Linked DNA regions of Mus musculus: regions 1, 3, 4, 5, 6 and 7 are each linked to region 2. The links are chromatin contacts, called in public HiChIP or PLAC-seq, Micro-C and promoter capture Hi-C maps. All regions are on one chromosome and are shown on one strand. Each heading gives the region's core, a stretch centred on a gene start, on an enhancer-like site or on the middle of the called end of the contact. The rest is flanking DNA. Distances are from core to core; before and after follow the strand shown. Region 1 holds the start of Azin1 (antizyme inhibitor 1). Region 2 holds the start of Cthrc1 (collagen triple helix repeat containing 1). Region 3 holds the start of Klf10 (Kruppel-like factor 10). Region 4 holds the start of Lrp12 (low density lipoprotein-related protein 12). Region 5 has its middle 16 kb from the start of Gm35248. Region 6 holds the start of Dpys (dihydropyrimidinase). Region 7 overlaps Dpys (dihydropyrimidinase).

Evidence for each region. Promoter capture Hi-C pulls out the DNA fragments that hold promoters and counts their contacts. Hi-C and Micro-C count contacts between places; a contact is called where the count stands out from the background. HiChIP or PLAC-seq counts read pairs in DNA pulled down with a chosen protein or histone mark.
Region 1: a contact with region 2 is called in an H3K4me3 HiChIP or PLAC-seq map of embryonic limb bud, with 4 times the contacts expected there. The contact joins the promoter of Azin1 here to the promoter of Cthrc1 in region 2. A contact is called at or near these places in 9 of 39 promoter capture datasets (the 3T3-L1 cell line, the C10 cell line, cranial neural crest and 5 more), 2 of 484 Hi-C or Micro-C datasets (adipose-derived mesenchymal stem cells and embryonic stem cells), 3 of 115 datasets of contacts at active chromatin or transcription factors (embryonic limb bud, embryonic stem cells and pancreatic cancer cells) and 1 of 9 other capture datasets (adipose tissue).
Region 3: a contact with region 2 is called in a Micro-C map of embryonic stem cells, with 4 times the contacts expected there. The contact joins the promoter of Klf10 here to the promoter of Cthrc1 in region 2. A contact is called at or near these places in 2 of 39 promoter capture datasets (embryonic stem cells and pre-B cells), 1 of 484 Hi-C or Micro-C datasets (embryonic stem cells) and 3 of 115 datasets of contacts at active chromatin or transcription factors (astrocytes, bone marrow-derived macrophages and large pre-B cells).
Region 4: an H3K4me3 HiChIP or PLAC-seq map of forebrain shows a contact between it and region 2, with 5 times the contacts expected there. The contact joins the promoter of Lrp12 here to the promoter of Cthrc1 in region 2. A contact is called at or near these places in 2 of 115 datasets of contacts at active chromatin or transcription factors (bone marrow-derived macrophages and forebrain).
Region 5: a promoter capture Hi-C map of pre-B cells shows a contact between it and region 2, with 7 times the contacts expected there. The contact joins the enhancer-like site here to the promoter of Cthrc1 in region 2. A contact is called at or near these places in 6 of 39 promoter capture datasets (the C10 cell line, embryonic stem cells, hippocampal neurons and 3 more), 2 of 484 Hi-C or Micro-C datasets (embryonic stem cells and erythroblasts), 4 of 115 datasets of contacts at active chromatin or transcription factors (astrocytes, bone marrow-derived macrophages, large pre-B cells and 1 more) and 3 of 9 other capture datasets (adipose tissue, embryonic stem cells and liver).
Region 6: a promoter capture Hi-C map of embryonic stem cells shows a contact between it and region 2, with 3 times the contacts expected there. The contact joins the promoter of Dpys here to the promoter of Cthrc1 in region 2. A contact is called at or near these places in 3 of 39 promoter capture datasets (embryonic stem cells and hippocampal neurons).
Region 7: a contact with region 2 is called in a promoter capture Hi-C map of stem cell-derived epiblast-like cells, with 3 times the contacts expected there. The contact joins the enhancer-like site here to the promoter of Cthrc1 in region 2. A contact is called at or near these places in 5 of 39 promoter capture datasets (cranial neural crest, embryonic stem cells, hippocampal neurons and 2 more).

What each region holds. Positions count from the first base shown.
Region 1 is chr15:38,517,980-38,521,062 of GRCm38.p6, reverse strand. Azin1 (antizyme inhibitor 1) reads left to right here and starts at 1,797. Exons shown (of 12, transcript NM_018745.5): 1 at 1,797-2,154.
Region 2 is chr15:39,075,481-39,078,395 of GRCm38.p6, reverse strand. It overlaps Cthrc1 (collagen triple helix repeat containing 1), which reads right to left and starts at 1,464. Exons shown (of 4, transcript NM_026778.3): 1 at 1,237-1,464. The coding sequence starts at 1,392.
Region 3 is chr15:38,299,038-38,302,158 of GRCm38.p6, reverse strand. It overlaps Klf10 (Kruppel-like factor 10), which reads left to right and starts at 1,448. Exons shown (of 4, transcript NM_013692.3): 1 at 1,448-1,600. The coding sequence starts at 1,565. All of the region lies in intron 1 of Gm35248 (a long non-coding RNA gene), which reads right to left.
Region 4 is chr15:39,942,647-39,945,890 of GRCm38.p6, reverse strand. Lrp12 (low density lipoprotein-related protein 12) reads left to right here and starts at 1,897. Exons shown (of 7, transcript NM_172814.4): 1 at 1,897-2,287. The coding sequence starts at 2,209.
Region 5 is chr15:38,281,214-38,284,309 of GRCm38.p6, reverse strand. No RefSeq gene overlaps it. Among named protein-coding and RNA genes, the nearest start is that of Gm35248, 16 kb to the left of the region's middle. Within about 2 kb of position 1,494, at least 79 of the 459 cell types and tissues checked have an H3K27ac peak or open chromatin away from gene starts, as enhancers often do. A contact at or near this core is called in embryonic stem cells and pre-B cells, where this site is marked.
Region 6 is chr15:39,855,711-39,859,026 of GRCm38.p6, reverse strand. Dpys (dihydropyrimidinase) reads left to right here and starts at 1,557. Exons shown (of 10, transcript NM_001164466.1): 1 at 1,557-1,928. The coding sequence starts at 1,665.
Region 7 is chr15:39,815,338-39,818,431 of GRCm38.p6, reverse strand. All of the region lies in intron 7 of Dpys (dihydropyrimidinase), which reads left to right. Among named protein-coding and RNA genes, the nearest start is that of Gm16291, 20 kb to the right of the region's middle. Within about 2 kb of position 1,786, at least 69 of the 459 cell types and tissues checked have an H3K27ac peak or open chromatin away from gene starts, as enhancers often do. A contact at or near this core is called in hippocampal neurons and liver, where this site is marked.

The DNA of each region.
Region 1 (3,083 bases), core at 548-3,047, 560 kb after region 2:
AAACTGAGCTCACAGTTCCCAACTTGTAATACTCTCTACCTCTGAAACATTCTGGCCTTACCAAATCTGCAAGAGCTCTTCCTTTCTTTCTGCCTTGGTGATTTATTAATTACTGTACCGATTACAAGATAAATGGAGTGAAAGAATGTGAAGGAGAGAGGGTTCAGGGTCTTACTTTAAAAGATCTTACGTTGAAGGGGCATCATAAATAGGGTAATACACGACTGTAATCTCAATCCCCTTAAATTGAGGCAGGAGACTTGCTATTTGGAGGTCAGTTTCAGCTACAGAGAAGTGCCCTGTCTGCCTGTCCCTCCCCTTCATTGTGCTGAGTCTGGAGTTGCAAAGATTTAGCAGGCTAGGACTGACTGCTAGTGATAAAATGGCCTTTGGTTTTTCCTTTTTCCAGACAGGGTTTCACTACGTGTAGCTCAAGCTGTCTAGAAACCAGGCTAACTTTGAACTCAAGAGATCCATCAGCTTCTGCCTTCTTATGCTGGGATTAAAGGCATGCACCACCTCATCCAGCTAGAAAAAGGATTTTAAATATAAGGGGAGGGGGGAGGCTACATCCGTCATTTTACTTTAGTAATAAAAGTTTATTAAATAATAGAGAATAGAGAAAAAACGGCCGGGCAGTAGTGGCGCACGCCTTTAATCCCAGCACTTGGGAGGCAGAGGCAGGCAGATTTCTGAGTTCGAGGCCAGTCTGGTCTACAGAGTGAGTTCCAGGACAGCCAGGGCTATACAGAGAAACCCTGTCTCGAAAAACTGAAGAAAAACAAAACAAAACAAACAAGATTAGAGAGAAACCCTGGTGTGGTGGCACGTGCCTTTAGCAGGAGCACCTAGGAGCACCTATATACCAGGCAGAGTTCAAGGCTAGCCTGGTATATAGAGGGAGTTCCAGGACAGCTTGGGTTGCACAGAGAAAGCCTTTCTGGAGAAACAAAACAAAAGAATAAAAAAAAAGAATGACTTCAAACGAGAAATGCAGAGGATTAAAGAGATGTGCCTTTAAGTCATGTAACTTCAGCAACACTGGCCCCGCTTTAATAGGGCTGGGTCTGACTGCATCAACCCTTTTTGAAAATGAAGACAAAGAAAGAAAAGCCACATTTAAAAAAAAAATCTACTGCACCATATTGCAACATGCGAACACGGAGGAACATTCTGGTACGATCAAAGCCTCAGTAACCACACCGGACTGGTTCTTGCTGGCCACGGGGAACTCATTTTCATAACGGAGCTCCGCAACCCATGGAGAGGCGGGAACCTCTCCCTCGGAATACAGTCCCCGGGCATAGTATACAGTTGTTACATAAACTAGTGCACCGAGAAAGCCCCGTGATGGCGCACACCCTCCTCTCCTAAAATACTGGAGTCGGTAAGCCGAGGACCCAGGACGGTCCCGAAGGCTGCCGTCAGCATGGACTAGCTGCCGGCTCACAAAGCGGATCGTTGGCTGCTAGCGTGGCGCGCAGGCGCCGCAAGGGCGAGGGCGCGATCCGCGATCCGCTGGGCCGCGCGCCCTCTGCCCCGCCTACGAAACTAGCAGCCCGCTGGGGAGCGGCTGCAGCGCGAGGGCGGGAAGCGAGCGCCGGGCCAGCACCTGCCAGGCCCGGTGGTCCCGCCCTTCGGCCCCCTAACTGCACAAGGCTGTCCTTCCCCTTCCGCCCCTCCCACATTCCCCGGCGGCACAGGCCCCACCCCCGTCGTGCGGCCGACCGGCCGTCTGTGACGTCAGCAGCCCCCGCCCCCCTGAGTATAAATACTGGCGTCTCTGGCACCGCCTTCCCACACTCTCTGGCTCAACTCTCGCCGCGGTGTTTCCGTTTTTCTCTCTGGTTGTCTCCTGCTCTGCTCTTCTCATCCTTCTCGCTCTGCTGCTCTGCGGAGTGACGAGGCTGAATCCTCTCCCCACCCAGTTCGCGCCTTTCTTCTTTTTCTCGCGCCGCTCCATTTCTCCAGTTCGGCTGCCGCCGCCACTGCTGCTCAGCTGGTGTCGGTGCCGCGCGTTTCCCCCACGTCGTCCCCGCAGCCTATGGCCCAGGCCGCCTTGGGTATTTCTGCTCAAGGTAACCACATCCCTCTTTAAAAATTCCGCCGAAAAAGAGAAGACGCTTTACCCGACTCTTTGGGCCGTTATCTCACGTGAGTACCGGACTTAGGGGCGCGGGAGGGTCCGGCGCCTGGGCTGGGCCACGCCGCCCTCGGTGTCCCCGCAGTGCCCCGCAGCCGGCGGCCTCGAACATGGCGGCCGGCGGCGTGTGTGGCGGCTGCCGGTGGCCCGGGCGGCGGCCGGCGCCTCGCGACCCAGGGCGGCAGCCGACAGCCGCGGTTGAGCGAGGGGGCGTGTGCGCGTGGGGCCGCGCTCGGGGGCAGGCTGGCGGTGGTCGCTGTTCCCTCTCGGCGGCATGCGGCCCCCACCCCACTCCCGTGGTGCATTGCTGTTTCCGGGGAGGGGGTCCGGCGGCAGCCTGGAGGGCTGGGGGTCCCATCGCCCTCTCCCTGTCTCAGTGCCTGCAGGGGGTTGTGGTGCGGAGTGGACGGGCTGCGGCGGCCGGGGCTCCGGGTTATGAATGGAGCGGGGCGGGCCTCGAGCCGGCATCTGGTGACAGCTGGGAGGAGGCTGGATTCTTGCGGGCGGGAGAGGGGGTGCGGAGTGCGCGCTCCCCCTCTGGCGGTGGAAAGTTGACCTCACTCGGGGCCGGCGGCGGGGAAGCCCCGGTGTCAAGTAGCAAGCGAATAGGCCTTTGGCCCTTTCTGGAAACCTCGGCGCTGCTGACCCGCCCCTGCGGCTCTCCTGATTGGGCCAAGTCGCTTTCACTTACCCCAGTCACCTCCTGAAGCCTGGAGATTAGTCACCATGGCTTCGTTTTCTGGTCCTAGCTGTGATCGCGGGGCAGAAAGAGGGCGAAGGGTAGGTTGATGCGGCTTATCAAGGACTCTGTTGGCTGCCAGCGGTTAGTAGTGTTTAAACGTTTTATGGTATTAAGTATCATGAACGTGTGTTACTGGCTGAACGAAGCAAGCAGTTTACACTGTTTACAGCCTCAGGATGTTTGAACAGATTGAACTCA
Region 2 (2,915 bases), core at 215-2,714:
TAGAACTGTAGCTCCAACACAGTATGCTTTTGTGGAGGAAAATTATATATCAGAGCATAAAACAACAAAACCCTACCACTGCTGCGTGAAACAGCAGGGATTTTCCCCCAGTGCTTTTGAATCAGTTTAGAACTAGCTGTCAAGGAGCTTGGTTTATTAGCTCAACTTAGAATGTCAGTGGAAGAAATTCAAATCTAAAAAAAAAATAATAATAATAAAATAAGTAAATGTCCCCTGTCCTTTATGTATCGCAGTGCCTGACAACCATATAGCTTGGTTTAAGGACAGAAGTTTATGATGTGCCAAAGACTACAAATCTATCGATGGCTGGCTTTTGAGTGGGACAGACAAACTCTCTGCCCTCCACTAGGTTTATTGACTTTTAGAGGGAAAGGTTTTAAGCAAACAGACTTTCCCACAGATTAGCCTCTCAGAAAGCCCTTGGGATATTTGCTTTCCTGGGAGCGCTTTCCTTCCCCTTAGCTTGAGTACAGTGTTCCTGACTGGTTAAGACCTGACTGCTCATCTGTTTTAAACAGATCAGGCAAAATGGGTCCTTGGAAGGGCTCCTAGTGGGGCCTTCATTTTTCCCCTTCAGCTTCAAAGCCTCTGACCACTCCTGGCTCAAGCTGTGGTCCTCTAAGGAGTAAACTGCAGTTCATATTTCCCAGGGAGATGACACAAAGTGATTCATAATCTTCAAGTTAGCTGAACAAATGCTTTGTGGGGGTTGTTAGCCTCTCCTCCAGGCAGACGTGGCCAGACCGTGGCCACTGGTCCTCACAAAGGACACGTTGCACAGCCTTGGCCCAGGGCCAAGCGGCCAGCTGGCCTAGGGTCTTCCTCGGGCTTTCTTTTGAAATCAACTGACTAACTCAATCTACTCCAGTTGCAGCCACAGCATCCCCCCACTTCTCCCAACGGTGGCCTCCCCTGGAGCCAGAAATTACTGGGCGACTTACACGGATTTGGGCATCCCACCTGACCCACGTCGGAGCATGTGGTGACCTCTCATGATCTCCCGTAGCGGTTCAAGACTCTGCTGCAGGCGTGCGTCAGATCCGTCCCCACACAGGTACACAGGCAGGACACTGAGGCACTCAAGCTTCTTAACGTGCTGCCCTACACTCACCCCTACGGTCAGCACCACCACCATCTATACTGATGCCCTCCCGGTGCGATCCTGGCTGAGTCTTCTCCTCCAGCACTGAGGTCAGGACCGACTCTCAGACTTACCAGGTCTACCACCTCCCTCTGCCGGATCAGCGCTTTTTGCTTCACCTTGGGGTTCTCAGAGGCGCTGATCGGTGCGGACAACTGTAGCAGCAGCAGCAGCACAAGGAAGAGACCGAGCAGCAGCTGCGGGGGGGCCGCGCGGCCTTGGGGGTGCATGGTGTGCGGTGGCTGCGAAGCGCGGAGCAGGAGGTAAAGGGGTCGGCAGGAGCCTGACCCTGCTCAGCGTCTGGCCCAGCCCTGCAGCCTGCCGCATCAATGCGCCTTTCACTGAGCGCCGCCCTCCCTTCTTCCCTCCCACCCCCTGGACGCCCGGAGCTTGCATACTGTTATAGGCCTGGGTCCCGGGTCTAGCCCGCCCCTCCTCCGCAGCTCCGCCCGCCCAGACCCCCGCGGGGTGCTGCAGAACCAGAGAGGAATGCAGAGACCAGGCAGGTTGACAGTGGTCAGAAACCACAGGTGGTGGTGGTGGGGGAATGGAGACCGCAACTCCTGAGTTTCTTAGAGGCACGTGTCTTAACTCGGCCTCAGGAATCACCTTCGTGTTCCTTCATTCCTAAAAAACTAAGGCTCATTATTTAAAAAAAAAAAAAAAAAAGTGACATTTGGGGTATTAAATGGAGAGAGCCAGAATATAACAGTCTATAAGAGTCCTATGACTCAAATAATCGATAGTGTTTGAGTGTTACCCCCTTCTAAACTCCAAAATGTAAAGCTTTGTTCACGTGGCCTCTTGGCAATCCTGTGGGGGACGATGCAGCCTGGAGTCTCCATTCATAGGTGAACTGAGGCTGGTAGAAAATAGCCAACATTCAGTGCTGGAGGTTCACTTTCACGTGCTTATTTCACATCAGATTAATATAGTTTGAAAAGTTCTATCCAACTTCAACCAGGAAAGCAGCCTCCAACTCTCTTAGGCACTCTCTGACGGGAAGCAAACGGGTGACCTACCTATCCAGGGAGAGGGAGAGGCGACCTCCACGCTCCCTCCATTCCTCCACGCCCAATCCCTAGTTTCATCCTGAGCTCTGCGCTAACTCCTGCAGCGGCTTCCACCACAGCCACCTCATCGCTGGTGGATCCCACAGATCTTCCCCTCCTAAATTCCCTTCCCCCACTCATTGCCCTGTCCTACCCTCCACCCCCAACTCCAGCCGGCACTCCCTGGGAACCCACAGGCCACACTGGGCAGGGACGCAGGTGGGCTAACTGCAGATCTTCACCTCTCCCTCTGCTTCTCAGAGTGGAACCCCTCAGTCTCAGCCCTAGGCTGCTTCTGCACCCATCTTCAGTGAAGCATACAGATCCCTGGCCCCCCACTTTCCTCCCGTCACTCAATGTTTTTCCCAAGCATCCAGCTCAGGCACACACTCATTGGGAACCTACAGGCTACCCCTGCACAACCAATTACAGCCAGGACGATAGGTCTCCACTAGAACCCACCAACCCTATCACAGCAGGCCCTGAGTATTACACCCTGGAAGCACACATAAAGACCTTAACATAGCCTATATGTGTATGCTAGAGGTCCTTAAAAAGAAAACATTAAATCCCTTAAAGAAGTCTATGAAAGCACAAACAATGGAAGGAAAGGAATACAGCCACTCAAGACCTGAAAGAGGAACTGGGATTGTTAAGGTCTTGGTAACTGTTACCCGTCTAACCTACCAGTTTGAGCTGTT
Region 3 (3,121 bases), core at 199-2,698, 780 kb after region 2:
TAGATGTTGGTAGAGCTGGAGGCCTCTAAAACAAATTCCCTCCTTTACCTAGTCTGTGGTGACTGAGAAAGGGCACCTGCTTTAGCCCTTTTAGCCCAGCAGGCTGAAAAAGCCCACAGGAGGGCAGTGACTTTTGTCTCATGATCTGCCTGTCCCAGGGAGAAGATAAAAATCTCTAGTTTGCTTTAAGCCCCGTTATCACTCCCTCCGGCTCCAACAGCTGCCGTGAACCCGCACAAACGGGCGAGGGGGCGGGGCAATAGGGCGCCAACGAGGAGCCAAGAGCTCTCAGACTAGGAGGCTACAGCCTCAGCCGGGCTGCTGCACCCACAAGCTGGCTTCCCTAAGAAGCTCAGCTTGCCCTCAATCCCTGGAGCGGTGGAGGGGGCAGGGACAGGAACTCGATGTTTGACCGGGTCAGGAATCCCACCTGCAAGCATGCTTTCCTCACCCCATCCCCTCAAGCGGTTTCTTGGTAGGGCGTCGGCGAAGACTGTGGTCCCGCGGGTGGGGGAAGTGGAGTCCACCTTGGAAATAGCTCGAACATTGTATTTTAAACTTCAACTACATCAAACTCAAACTCGATTCTGCCACCGAGCGTCGGGTCTGGGGCTCCCTGCCACGCCACTAGCTCTTTGGTACCGGCTTCCCTTAGTCCCCACTCCAACCGCCCAGAAGGACGGGAGGGACGCGCAGAGGCGGGCCCTGCTGCTAGTGCCTGTGCTGCAGATGGGAGGACGAGCCAGCGCCTGCCGCCTTGGGCGTGGGCGGTGAGTGCGAGCAGGTGTCTGTTCCGTGACAGGGCTCCCGCCGCCACCATCTCGCCCTGGTTCTCCCCAGTCCTCCGGCTTAGAGTGACAAAACCCGGCAAATGCTCAGAAATGCCGCTCAGTGGTTCATCCATCCCTTGCTTCCACGCAAGACCCACGAGAACCACGCTGCCAAAGAACGTCTGGTGGCTCGGAGCCGCGCTCGCAGCCTCCGCCTCCGCCTCCTGCTCGGGGTCCCGCCCACTCCCTGGCGGGCCCAGACGCTGTGGGCGCGAAGGGGACTGGGCGGAGCGGGCTTCCCTTCCCACCCCCCACGTGGGGCCGGCTCTCCGCAAAGCCTAGTCGCCGCCACCGCGCCTCCCAGCTATGCCCCGCCGCCGGCGCCGCCCCCGGGCATGGGCGGAGGACTGAAGGCTAGGGTTGGGCGAGGGGCGTCACGGAGTCAGGTGGTCCCCGGAGTTCCCCGGGGCTGGACCGAGGGAACACGGTGCCTCGGGTTGTGTACACGCTCCACTGACAGAGCCTCTTGCAGCCGGGCAGCCGCTGATCACGCGTGGCTCTGCCAGCTCATTGGCTGAGGCCTCACACACCTTTGCCGCTGATTGGTCGACACTAGGCCCCGCCCTCTACCCCGCCCGCGGCGCGGGGCAGGCAGAGCGGCTACCTGCACGGGGAGGGGGGCAGACAGCGCGGAGCGCGGTGGCGTCGACGTCTAGTGTCTCAGTGCTCCCGTCTGTGGCTAACTAAGCAGCCAGCAGCCAGGCAGCTCGCGACCTGCGGCCAGGCAGCCAACCATGCTCAACTTCGGCGCTTCTCTCCAGCAAGCTTCGGTAAGTTACCTGAGGATGCTGGTCCTTTCCTGCCGGTCAGTGTAGGGGAGCCAGCCGGAGCGCGAAGCATGAGCCCCTAAATAAGCCACGCCTGAGAACCCAGGCTGCAGCGGGGTCTTGCAAGGGATTTCCTCCCTGCAGGCTGGAATATCATCGAGGGCATGTGCAAAAAAAAAAAAAAAAAAAAAAAAAAAAAAAAAGGGTCGGAAGAAGCCTGGGACCTGGACCAGGGGAGAGCGATCCTGGGTATCCAGGAGACAAGGAGGACTCTCAGGGAGACCCCAGGAGACGAGTGAGCTGGAGGGGCTGTCTCCCTGGAAGCGCGGTTTAGATGGAGGGGGCGCCCTGCACCTGGCTCTGGCGGGAGATGCCCCTGTCTGCACCAGGAATGCGACCCGGGGTGACAAGGACTACTCACGGTCTGCCTAGCCGAGAGGAGGGCGCCTGCTCTTCGGGGGAGGGGGAAACCCTGCCAGGTGGAGACCGCGGGGCTGGGCTAGCCCGGGGCTGGGGGAGGGGATGGCCGGCTTCGCGCGGGGTATGGAAGGCACGCGGACTCTGCGGCCGCCAGGGGAGCCGCGGCGCCCCCGCAGACGTCGGGAGGGGACTCCCCATCCGAGGCGGAGGCAGGTGGCTGCCTATAGATTACTCTTGGCAGGGGGCAGGGTCCTGCCTTGGAGCCCGACAGCTTGGCGGGGGAGTCGGGACCGCGAGACGCGGGGGCCGCGTGTCGAGGCGGGAACCGTGGGGCCGCGCGCCTGGAGCCCGTGCTGTGGGCGCCGCACGTCTGGGAGCCTGCAGAGACTGCTTGCGGGGGCTCAGGCTGCCGGAAACAGCAGTCGGACGAATGCTGCAGATGCGGGTAGGCTGAGGTCCCGCGGGCCGAGTGGGCGGAGTGCCCCAGGCTCCGGCCGCTCCCCGGAGGCGGCGAGCAGGAGGAGGGCGGCGGTCGGGCTTCCGCGGGGACCCGGCCCCACCTCCCGCAGCCGAGGCGGAGGCCAGGGATGGGCGGCGAACGGGTGCACCCGGGGAGCTTCTCGTCCCCGAGTGACCCAGCCCCGGCCTCCGCCAGGGGCGGGAACGAGGCCCGGCCCTGCTGTCGGTTCCTAAGGGAACCGCGGCTCGGAGGAGGTGGAAGGGGCGGGCGACTCGGGAGCCGACACCGCCCAGCCCTCGCGCCGCCCGGCGCGCACTGGCGAGCGGTTGGCGGCGGCGCCCGCGGCCCCTCCCCGGCCGAGCGGGGGCGGGGGCCCGTGCTCAGGAAGTAGGGGAAAGGTGACGGCGCGGCAATTCCCAGTTCACGTTTCCTGCGCCGCCCGGAGCAGTCGCTGATCACGCTTTGTTCACATGCCTCGCCCCCTCCTCCTCGCGCCCCCACCCTGCCCGCCCAGCCAATCCGGACGCGGGCCGCGGGCCGGCCGGCCAATGGCAGGGGCGGGGCGCGGGGACGTGCGCGCGGCGGGCAGTGTTCCCGGTGACTCACCCGCCAGCCTCATTGAGGTTAGGGCGGCCCCATCGGTC
Region 4 (3,244 bases), core at 648-3,147, 870 kb before region 2:
ACTCAGAAGTCTGCTTGCCTCTGCCTACCAAGTGTTGGGATTAAAGGTGTGCGCCACCACTGCCTGTTTTTTGTTTGTTTGTTTTTTGGTCTAAATTTCTTAATATACTTCAACCAAAACAACATACTGTAACAGATTGGCTTCGGAAACAGATATGGGAATCCAGATGTTTTCAGCCAGACAGACACAAGGAAGGTCTGCAAAGAGAGAAACTACACCACTTTCCTATTTGCTTTAGAGATGGTAACATGGATTCTTATGTTTTATTTGAAAAGAACTAAAAATAGTTAAAGCTTCCATTTTAATTTCTAAGTAGAAGTTCTCCAGAGTCCTCATTAAAATTTAAGAAGGCTAAAGGGGCTTAGAAAACAAAAGATTGATTATTTGACAGTCGAAGAGGCCACTCAGTAGATGAACAAGTGTTTGTGGAGGAGTGCAGGCGAAAGGGTCCTGGGGGTGGGGGGCACCATGTGTCTCCTCTTGGGACAGAGTTCCTTGAATGGTACTGAAAGTGATGGGGTGGGAGACGAATGCAGTACAGTCTACTTTTTCATTGTGTTTGTGGCCTGACACAAATTCAATGAACAGAAAAAGCTCTGGGAAAAAACAAAAAACAAAACAAACAAACAAACAAAAACAGCGATCAGAGTGTAGTGTCATAAAACAAGGAATCATATCTGCTGATTGCAGAATCAGGAACAACAAAATTGCTGTGTTCTCAAAAAAGAATAGAAAAAAAAAATCCCGGTTCAGGACTTTTGTTTATTGCCATCTTGTAAAAGATTTCTTAAGCATTAACTTTTCTCTTCTGACATATAATTTCAGGGGGTCACTAAAGGGTCAAATAAGCAAGAGATACAGGAAAACTCTAATGTACCTCCCCAGGCATATACTAAAATTTAATGTAACTGATGGGTACTAAGCATTTTGCTTGAGTTTCCTGCTAGTGTGAAAGTGCTTGACTTTGGGATGGGGGAAACAAAGTCCGTAGATTTACTTGATAACTCCTTTGGGATAATTTAACCTCTTTGAGTCTCATTAGCTTATCTAAAACGTGGATAATATTCATCTCACAAGATTGTCGGGAAACAAAGATAGCCTGTGTCAACAGTACAGCATAGGGCACTGCTGATCTTCAGCGAATAGTGGACAGTGCCTGTAAATGGCAAGGACAGCAGGCAAAACAGTGCAGACGACACTTTAAAAAGGTGGAAGTGCCAGTGTGTCACTACAGACAGAAGCTCTATGGGTACTTAAGGGAAAGAAGTGTCATACTTGTTAGGAGCTGAGAAGAGGCTTAGGGCGGGGGGGGGCGGGGGGGGGTCAGGGATATCCCTCTTTCCACGTCCCAGGTCCACTCCACCCCACCCGAGTGTCAAAAGGGTCTCCTGCGTCTTCCCTGCCAGATTAGAAGCACAGACCCTGTAGCCCGGCCGGATGTATCCCCAGATCCTTTGGCTGAGATTCTACATCAGGTTATCCACAGGGACCTACGACCCATTCACTCTTTCAGAGCCAAATTCAAGCGGAGCCGGCAAGGTCGGGGGTCTTAGCAACGGACTTCTAAGTTCCCACCCCTCTTCCCTCCACGCGTAGCTCATCAGCCTAGAGGATCTCCGGGGAGGGCACAACACCAAGGCCGGGGACTGCGGCGGAGCTCGGTCAGAGCACATCCCCGCCGTCCCGCTCCCCCCTCCTTACTCCCCACTCCAGCCCTCGAGCCCCTGGAACCCAGCGGCCGGCGTTCGCGTGCTCGCACATCGATTGGCACTGCCTCGCTACTCCGGCTCCAGGCGCGGCGAAATCCGCCCGAGCTCGGCCGAGTCCAGGGAAGCGCGGGGCGGGAACCAAGACAGGCGGGCCAGGGGATTGCCGAGTGCACGGATGAGCGCCGGTGCCGGCTCGCGCTCAGTCTGGCGGGTGGCGGCGCCGGCTGGTTGTGCGGCGCGAGGCCGGAGCCCCGCAGTTGCCGGCCCTGTCGCCTGCGGCTGGCGCGCGCGCTGCGCGTCCCTGCCCCCGGGAAGGCCGGCCCGCTAGGGGCTCGCGCGACCGACGCAGGGCCGGCGGGAGGGAGCGCGCGCGGGCGGCCCCGCCCCTCCCCCTCCGCCGCCGCGGAGCGCGCAGGGAGCAGCCAGGGGCTCGGCGGCGGCGGCGTCTGGCCCCAGCTCCTCCTCCTCCATCTCCTCGCTCCCTCCATCTGCCGTGGGTATGGCCCGTCGCTGGAGCACAAAAGAGTCTCAGCGGCGGGGGTCGGCGTGGCTCTTGCTTTTCCTCGCTGGGGTGTACGGTAAGTGTCCACCTCCCTGCGCCCCTCTGACCGAACAAAGCTGGGGCGACCCCGGGGGCCCCCCGGGCCTCCAGGACGGGCTGTGCTTGGGCGACCCGGGGAGACCTGGGTTGCCGACGGGACAAAGACCCACGCGGGATGGTGCGGGGAGGGTTGTCTGCCCGCGGGGATGCTGGGGTCCTCTGGCCGCCGCCGATCCTTCGGAGCGATGGAGGCGGGCCGGTCCGAGCCAGGGGTCCCTGCGGAGCGACGGCGTGCGGGAAAACTCCCCAGCCCGGCGCGAGGCCCCCGGCGGCTCGCTCCTCTAGCGCTCGCTGCCGGCTGTACAGTCCTCGCGCACAAAGATGTGACCGTGAGACTACGAAGGGGAGGTCGCCTCCGGGACGGTCCTGTCCCAGATCCTTCCCGAGGCAGGAAGTTCTCTTCTCAGTGAAATTGCTGTCGTGCCCATCTCTCTTAGTCCCCATTCCCTCCAAAAGCACCCCGATTGCTTCCTTCCCACCCCTCCACCTCTGCGCCTGGGGCTCTGTGGGTCTCGGGCGTGTAGGATCTCGTTCCCCAGTAGCTGCACTGGAGAGAAGGCCAGAAAATAGTTTCCAGCCCCACCTCAGTCTTTCTCTATTGGGACGTACAAGTCTGCCTTGACTCCCAGTTCACTTATCATTTCATCTGTGCCCTCTGATGCTGTTGTGACTCTTGCCTCATTCCGGTCTGCGATCTGGTTAGGGACACTACTTTACGGATTGCAGTCTGATTGTGTGTCACGACCGTGCTTTGTATGAACTAGAACTAAAGGAAATTAAGAGGACTGCTCACCACTGAGACCTCAGCTTGGGCTCTGACTTCACCATTCTTAGTTCTCATGAGTTAACTCCTTGAATGGATATTGCAGAGAACACAATTAACATTTCCATTTTGGAGTAATGGTTTGATTTCTCCAGAAAAACAAACAGAAGC
Region 5 (3,096 bases), core at 245-2,744, 790 kb after region 2:
GATTCTGTCCTCTGAGCTGTATTGCTGGCCTTCAACCTGACTTTTCCAAGGAACTGTGTATCCTTTTCTAAAACTTAAATTTAGTTCAACAGGAAAATGCAGTGGGGTTCTGGTCTGCTTTGGGGGCTGGAGGTGCAGCCTGGCTGTGACCTTTGCTGCACTGCCTCACAGGCCACTCTTGGTTCTGATTGTGGTGAAGGTTGACTTCCAGGAGCATTTGAGGCTGCTTTTCTGACTCAAAGCAGCATTGCACTGCCCCCCTGTGGCTGGACAGGGTCATGACTCCAGGAGAGTCAATGGGTTGTGAACAGATGTGATTCCCCGGGGCCCCCAACTGCCAGAGTGGGACATTCTGGTTGTAAACCACCGCCTTAGCTGTCGCAGTGGCATGGATGTGACTGATCTAAGTCACAGGAACTTCTGGAATGGATGTCTTCATTCTGAAACCCCTAACAACGCTGCTCACCTGAAGTTTCTCATGAGCAGATGAGTGACAGGCCTTAAAGACAGCAAGAAAGGACAAGTGTGCACAGCTCCTGCGATGTGGTACCCAGGGGCTCTCATAAAGAAAAGCCTGGCCCGGCCCTAAGAAGCCGGAGGCCTAATGCTTTGGTGTTAAGTCTGTGGGTTACATAGTTACATAGTTAAAAGCTAGCCTGAACCATGTGTTGAGATGCCCAGGCTGCTGAGCAGGTAAAATCGTGACCGCATCCCCATATATTTTGTGTGAGTGTGTATGTGCACATTGATGTGTGTGCAGGTGCTTAAATGTGTGTTTTAGGAGAGCATTATGCAAGTATAGCTTGCATGTGTGTGTGTGCGCACATGCGAAAGCCAGAGGTCAACCTTGAGCATGTGTTAGTTCTTTTGTTTGTTTATTTATTTTTTTGAGACAAGGATCTCTTTACAGCCCTGGCCTCAACAATTAGGCTAGACTGGCTGGCCAGCAAGCCTCCGGAACTTAGCTGTCTCCGTCTCCCTAGCCCTGAGATTATAAGCACATGCCATCACATTTGGCTTTTTAAAAAAATAAATTTCTCTCTCTCTCTCTCTCTCTCTCTCTCTCTCTCTCTCTCTCTCCCTTATCTATTTATGAGGTCATGCATGCCTTGGTGCTTGGGTGGAGGTCAGAGAACAACTTGTGGAAGTCAGCTCTCTCCTCCCACTATGTGGTCTCCAGGGATCAGACTCAGGTCTTCAGGCTTGGTGGCAAGCACCTTTATAAACTGAGCCATCTTGGCGGCCTCACGTTCTTATGCTTGCAAAGCAGGCGCTCTACCGACTGAGCTATCCTCTACATTTTAAGAAAGGTTTATCGTGGTTACAAGCACAAGCTTTGGACTCTGGGTTTCAAGCCCTAATTGCACTACTTATTCGGGTGTGGCTTTGCAGGGGTAGTGTGGAGAATGAGGGTGAAGCAGAGGGGGCAGGGGCTCCTAACACAAGTGAGGACCACAGGAGGTGAGAACCACAGGAAGTGTGGGGGAGGATGCAGACAGCAGCAGATCCTCAGCTACTCCGTCCTACCCTCAACTGCTCCTTCTGGCCTCGGTATGTGTCTAACTCTCCTGGCTCCGATTTTTGCCTTTAAGGACAAATGGCAGAATTCCCTGGAAGACAAAGGCTCCACACTCGGGAGTGACTCAAGTCCTAAGCCCCTGGCCAAAAGCTGGGGCTTCCTCCATGCTGGAGTGAAGAGGTGTTGATGGTTTTTGGTTTTCTTTTCTTTTCTTTTTTTCTGAGTTTCCATTTTGTGGGGCATTGTTCCACTTTGTCTGCAGGCCTTTTTCAGCAACTGTGTAACAAATGCTCTTTAAAGACAGCCAGCAGTGGCGGCACCCAGACTGCCCTGCAGGGCTGGGCCAGTGTGCAGACACCCTGGGTGGTCGTTGCAGCTGTAACTACCGGGTCAACAGCCACTGAGGAAGAAAACCGGGTGGAAACTTGACCTTGGCCCCCAGCTACTCCACTAGTCTGGTTTTGCTGCTTTAGTGCTTAACCTGCCCAGGGGCTACATCTGGGATTAGAGTCTGCAGGCAGGGTTTTGGGTCAGGGCTCAGCCCTGAACTCCCAGGGGAAGAACGTTTCATTCCTGGTTCATTCTCCACTGCTTTGAAGGTTGAAAGCAAACTACTACCCCGCTTCTGAATCCAGCCTGGGTTTCCTCTTAGCTCATCCTGAACAAACTGTTTGACTGCCTGGAGGAAACGCCATGTTGTTTTTTCTCAAAGATGAAGTGGACACTACACTAATATTTACTCAGACAACTTTGTTTAAAGGATGGCTCAATGTGCATTTGAGTTGTATTGCAGAGCCAGGTGCTCAATAAACGTTAACTACAAGAGAAGGTGTGGCTGTACTCACCTGTGTTCACACTGGGCGGGGCACGGAGAACAGCAAGCAGTCTCAAGTCCGATGCTGACCCAAGCTATAGCAGATTCTAAGCTACTATGTGAGTACTTGTCTCAAAAAACATAAACAAACAAACACACATAAATTAATGTTAGCTTATGTTATCTCTTAAAATATTATATTTAATGGGGCTAGAGAAATGGCTCAGCGGGTTAAGAACACATACTACTGATCCTGTGGGGCTCTTGGGCATCCGGGATTCCAGTCCCAGGAGATAAGACCTTCTTCCAACAGACATGCAGACAAAACATTCATACACACAAAATAAAAATAAATCGAAGTATATAGTAAGTAAAACCATCAACATCATCACCACTGTGGTGTGTGTGTGTGTGTGTGTGTATGTATGTGTGTGTGCGTGTGTGTGTGTGTGCGTGTGGTGTGTGTGTGCACGTGTGTGGTGTGTGCGCGTGTGGTGTGTGTGTGTGCGTGTATGTGTGTGTGCATGTGGTGTGTGTGTGCGTGTGTGTGTGTGTGTGTGCATGTTGTTAGGTTTGCACAGTTAGGTGCCAAGTGCCTTTGCGTGCTGAGCCATGTGCCCACCCAGTACGTACTCTCTTACCACCTCCCTCCCCATCATGCTGCCCTTCCGGTGTGTAGAAACTCATGTTACCTCTGTCTGGAAATCGCTCCTTCCTCTCCACTGTCCTCCCATAATCTTGCCCGTTGTCCATTTCAGACTTA
Region 6 (3,316 bases), core at 308-2,807, 780 kb before region 2:
CAAGGAAGGATGGGCTTGCAAACTTCTGTCAGCCTAGGTCTCCACATGGGGAGGACGAGGAGGATGGGGAGGACGAGGAGGACAGGGAGGACGGGGAGGACGAGGAGGACAGGGAGGACGGGGAGGACGAGGAGGACAGGGAGGACGGGGAGGACGGGGAGGACGGGGCCCTGAAGTGTCCTGCCCAAGCTTCATAGAGTTCATGCCAAAGCCAGAGTTTGACTTCCAATCCCAAGTCCGCATCTGTTTTCCTTCCACCCCTCAGTCTGCCTGTTCCCCCAAACTCCACACCCATCACCCATCCAGGCAGAAGCTCATTAGCAGGCTGGAGTGTTCTTTCCCACCACAGGGTCCCCCGGGGACCTAGAGTGTCTGCAGAAACAATGGCGTTTGGAGGCCAAGCTCCCCAGTGAGCATGCTTGTCCAGGCTTCTGACCCGAAGGTGTTGAGTAGGGACAGTGACTCCACCAGGGGACAGTCTTCCTAGTCTGGTAGCCTGCATTTTTCTTAAAGCTTACTCTCTTTTCTGCTCTATTTCTGCCTGCGAATCTCAGTGAGCCATTTCCTTCCCCTTCGCAGATACCTGGCAAGCCCCTCTTCTGCTAGAACTTTGAGTTAATTAAATGTGGGAAGTTTGTTCTGTGTTGTGTCATGATATAAAGTGTCCAAGATAAAGAAACCTTTGCAGTCGCTCATCCGGGCAGTTTCAGAGAGAGCCCCAGTGGCAGCAGGGACATCCAATCTCATGCTCCTGGTGGTGTTGACTTGCAAGCCTGTAGGAGTTTCATTGTGTATATAATTACCCCTTTCACAGTTGCACAAAGGTCCCTTGACAATAATTATATAACCTTCCTGAGGTTTTGGTGTTTTTCTTCCTGGCCTGACAGCCAAATCCATGGGTCTTTAGATTATCGGTGCGTTCTAATTTTTAATCGTTTTGAGGTGTGGATAGTCTGATGCATCAGGAAATTCGACACAAGCATCTCTCAAGTGACGCTAGATCACATCAAATTGAGAATGAAGATTAGCCATCATGCCGCCCTTGATTACCCCTCAAGCCTTCTCTCAGGCAGCTCCTTGTCTGCCAGCTTCCCTTGTAAGAGCCTGTCTCCCTGCTCAGCACATCTTCTCTGCTTATCCATCTGGAGACCAGAATCCCACACATGCCAGCACAACCTGCCAATCACAGAGACTGCAGTGGTTTGCTCTTGATTTTGAGTCAAGTGTGTTTGTTTTGAGGTGTTATTGTTGCTGGTGCTGTGCAGGTTCCTTCTGTCTTTTGGTGTAGACATTGTTCACCAAGGAACCAAGTGAATTTCTTTCTTTCACTAAAGTATCTTTGCCTCTAGGGAGGCAAGCCCCTGACTGCAGCTTTCAAATTCCAAGACCCCTCCCCTCTGTGGACTCATAAACTCAGTGGACACCCCGACTTATTGTAACTGGATGCTAGGGGTTGTGCTTAAGGGTTTGTCCAGGTCTGCGGCAGGGCAGCCCTGCCCTGAGGTGGAGCTACATCTCTGTCCTGCATTTAAATAAACCCTTGTACCTCACCTGCCACCAGAGATCTGCCCGCCTTCAGCCCAGCGGGAGAGGGAGTTCTGGCACAGTTCGTGGAGAGCTTAAAGGAAAGCCAACTTTGTTCGCAGTCCCCAGCGCCCTGGACCATGGCACCACAGGGACGACTTCTCATCCGCGGGGGTCGCATTGTCAATGACGACTTCTCACAGGTGGCCGATGTGCTAGTGGAGGACGGCGTGGTGCGGGCGCTGGGACGGGACCTGCTGCCTCCTGAGGACGCATCTCGGGGGCTGCGAATCCTAGATGCAGCGGGCAAGCTCGTCCTGCCCGGGGGCATCGACACGCACACGCACATGCAATTCCCGTTCATGGGCTCGCAGTCAGTGGACGACTTCTACCAGGGCACCAAGGTACCCAAACCACAGACCTATAATCTGGGGTCTCTAGCGGCTCCACCTCGTCCGCTCCTGCGCAGTAGTAGGGACTGAGGTGGAGTGAGACACTTGAGCTAGCTGTGGGCACAAAAGGACGCCCATCTCGGGTGAAGATACTGTATGCCGTGCTCTGTGGCCCCTCTGCTCTTCCTTTTGGGTTGTTTGGCACTCTGGAGGCCATCTCTTCCCTTTGCCTTCTTTTCTCTAGGCACCACCTCCTGGTGTCTGTAATTCTCTTTTGTCATGATAATCCGTGGGGGGTTGCAAAGCCGCTATACTGTCTATACAATTGGCTTGTTTGTTTTTCAAAATTGACCTTTGCGGCCTTTTCTCCCAGTTCTCCAGCCAACAAGCGAAAACTCCATTTACCTAGAGGATACTGCTGTGACTAGTGAGGCCTGGGTGAGTGGAAGCCACACAGAGATAGTCCACACTGGACGGAGCCCAGCCCTGTAGAAGTAAGATAGCCTGTCCAGGAGTTCCCTCCAGCCTTCACTCACACCAAGGTGACCTCTCCAAGCCCTTTTGCTACCTGCTTGCTCCAGGCAACAGTACCTGCCCGCTTTTAGTGATGTAAGCAGCCAGATCTAGACTGCAGAAGACGATGTCCTGGTCTTTGTCTAAGCGAAGACCAATGAAAGTTTTGGCCAAGGTTTCCTTGGAGCGTCTGAACCCACCATGGGATTGTCAAGGCAGCTTTATAGGAAACTGAAAACGTATCCCCCAAGCCTAGGCTGAAGATGTCAAATCCACAACATTTTTAAGTCTTGCCTCAAAGCCGCTTTGAGAGAAGAGGCTTCTTGCAAAGGGGAGGAGATACACTGATTTCAAGGCCAAGGTTGTTCAGGGGATTCCTCTCAGGACTGTGTCTAAACGCATCCAGCCGCAGAGGCCTGGTAAAGACCAACGGGCTCTCAGAGCAGTCCACACGTTGTTTATTTCACGTACTTACCTGGCTTCAAACCCTCCACCCTCCTCACACCCGCCCTGCCAACTGCCCCCGTCCTCCACGACCACACAGAACAGTTAACAGAAAGGAGAAAGGCAGGCAGTTTTGACCCAGAGAGAAGGGTCCAGGACACGCTGCCTAGTGCAACATTTGGAATGCTTCTTCCTAGTTACTCATTACCAGTGTCTATCATTGTGCTAATAAACATCATCGTCTGCAGGACAAACTATTGTCCCTTTCAAAACTAAAGTACTGTGCTATGAATCTATCTCTTTTTTACAAAATGTTAGGAACACATTTTTGTATTTGGGATGAATCTGTCAGTGATTGGAACAATCCACAATTGTAGAAAGAAGAAAAGTCTCGCCAAGCACCTTCTCCACACGCCCCGGTCTTTTGGTCAGTTCCCTCACGC
Region 7 (3,094 bases), core at 537-3,036, 740 kb before region 2:
GAAGAGGAGAGGGAATATAAGATGAGATAGTTTACTCTCAGAAGGGATGTGTTAAAAATACCGTTTGACAGCCACCAAACCCAGACACTATTGCATATGCCAGCAAGATTTTGCTGACAGGACCCTGATATAGCTGTCTCCTGTGAGGCTATGCCAGTGCCTGGCAAATACAGAAGTGGATGCTCACAGTCATCTATTGGATGGAACACAGGACCCCCAATGGAGGAGCTAGAGAAAGTACCCAAGGAGCTGAAGGGGTCTGCAACCCTATAGGAGGAACAACAATGTGAACTAACCAGTACCTCTCATTGTTGTGTCTCTAGTTGCATATGTAGAAGAAGATGGCCTAGTTGGCCATCATTGGGAGGAGAGGCCCCTTGGTCTTGCAAACTTTATATGCCCCAGCACAGGGGAACGCCAGGGCCAAGAAGTGGAAGTGAGTGGGTAGGGGAGCAGGGTGGGGGGGGGAGGGGTATAGGGGACTTTTGGGATAGCATTTGAAATGTAAATGAAGAAAATACCTAATAAAAAATTTTAAAAAAATGAAGCCGGGCGTGGTGGCACACGACTTTAATCCCAGCACTCGGAAGACAGAGGCAGGAGGATTTCTGAGTTCGAGGACAGCCTGGTCTACAAAGTGAGTTCCAGGACAGCCAGGGCTATACAGAGAAACCCTGGCTCGAAAAACAAAAAACAAACAAACAAAAATACTGTTTGAGAGGTTCAGAGCAGAGCGGTCCTGCATGAGGCCAGAGGGAGGTGTACTGTCACGTCACGTGGGATGAGAGTGGGCAGAGGATCCGTACCCGAGAGTCGAACTGAAGCTGAGGCAGAGTAAACTCAAGCACGGGGGAGGAGCAGGCGTCCAGGCTGCCTGAAGAAAGAAGAGAAGGCAGCCAGATGGCCTCCAATGTGAATTGTGTCTGTCATAGACTGAGCTGAATGTTCACAAAGTTAGCCTTGTGGAAAAGAATTATTTAATCAAGGGAAGAAATGGATTTATCCTACGATGGTGATTTTAACATTAGTTACAGTCCAGTGTTATATATGATTTCTGTTTTAACATATAATTAGACACTAGATGTTTTACTGCAAAATTCCTCAAATGCTTTTAGCATAAATGACAGAAGACGGCAATGTGCATTGAATCCCATATCCTGAAGGGGGCGCCCACAACCCGCACTGGGCTGCCCGATCTGCTGGTTATGTAAGGAGGCAGCCTCCTGAGAGAGGAAGCGATTGCTAACGCTCTGGGGGCTACATGGTACCTAGATGTTTCTGTGTGTTTGTTATTCCTGTTGGTTATTAACGGCACGTAGAAAACAGTGTGCTTGCCACATAGCCTGCTGCCCTAAAACCGGGTTTCATTAATGTCACCAAAGGAGGTCAGGAGAAAGAAAAGCCGGGCATCCACACTTTTCTCCTTCTGCTGCTTGTTTTGTAAATCTATAGAAGCTGCATGGTTCCAAGAGTGAGGCACTGACATCAGTGTGCTGATGGATCTCGAGAGAGGACTGGGAGTGGGCGTATGAGGGGAAAGGTAGGAAATCCTGATGAAAGATGACCTTAGACATAACAAGCCTGTAAAGAAAAAGTCCCTGCAAAACCAACTGCAATACCTCCTCTGTGTCATTGCACATTTAAAAAAAAAAAAAGGCTGCATTTAGTGCAAAGAGAACATTATCAACTTTTTTTTTTCTGCTTTGGAAATGAAGAGTCCCCTGTATTCAGTTTGACAGCTCATTGAGCCTGTGTCTATCTCTTGTGACAGAAGTGTGTGCCCTGTGCTTCACTGCTCCGGTCAAAGCTTTAGAGTTAAGGACATAGCCCTTTATCTAGTTGTTTGGCCTTTTTTGGGGTAGAATATTCTGGTACTTAGCTTATAGAGAAGAAATCAAGAGTGTGGGTTTCATGTGATATTGAAACAGAATTTTAAGGTGTCATATGGTTGAAACAGAGATCAGTCAAAATGGCCAACCTGTTAAAACTCTGATCAGAGAAAGGGGAATGTGAGCTGCCTGCAGGTCTGCAGGAGCAGCAGCAACTCGTGGTCTGGCAATTTAAGGCTCTCCTTTGAGCTCTGGTTCTTTGGTATTCATTAAAGAGCACTTAGTTACTATGGAAACTGTCCCTTTTCTGTATTTATGAGCTACAGGGCATCTCACAGCATCTCAAGCATACCAGCACAGCTGACTACTGTGTGCATTGAAACATTTGATGAAGACTTCTAGCCGCTCTGTATTCTGCAGAGGAGGCATATTTTTGTTTCCAGTTATTTGGGGTTTATTATTTTTTTTAAACTCAATTACAGCAAGCTTTGACCTTGCATTCACCATTCTGGAAGGCATTGTGCTGCCTCTCCTGCTTAATTTCCGTCCTTTTCTCAGTGTAGATAGAGATAAACGAATTTAACTTTGTATTCAGTGAAGAGTAATGACTTGAAGATTATGAATGTGCCCCTGGGTTCTGCCTAGGAACCTTTGTATGAAATTGAGCAGGAGAGGGATGGTTCTCTAAGGGACATGGAGCAATAGGGAGTAAAAAGCATCATGAACCAAACAGTGAAGCTTAGGGTGTGTACATAGGGTCATATCATCAGGGAGAGCTTCAAAGAGACCGCTTGGCATTTTCCTTGGAGAAAACTAGATAACTCATTGTGTGCTATCTAATTTCTGAACTGTAATTCTTGTCTTCTTCCTCCAAAGAAGTATATGCATACACATGAGAGTGCACACACACCACACACACATGCACAAGCACATACATAAGCACACCTAAGTACACACACAAGCACACACACAAGCATACACACACCACACACACAAGCATACACACACCACACACACAAGCACACACACACCAAACACAGACAAGCACACACACAAGCACACACACAAGCATACACACACCACACACACACACACACACCACACATATACCACACACATAAGCGTACACACACAGAGAGAAGCACACACACACACCACACACAAGCACACACATAAGCATACACACACCACAACACACCACACACACAAGCACACATACCACACACACACACCACATACACACCACGCACACAGCACACACACAA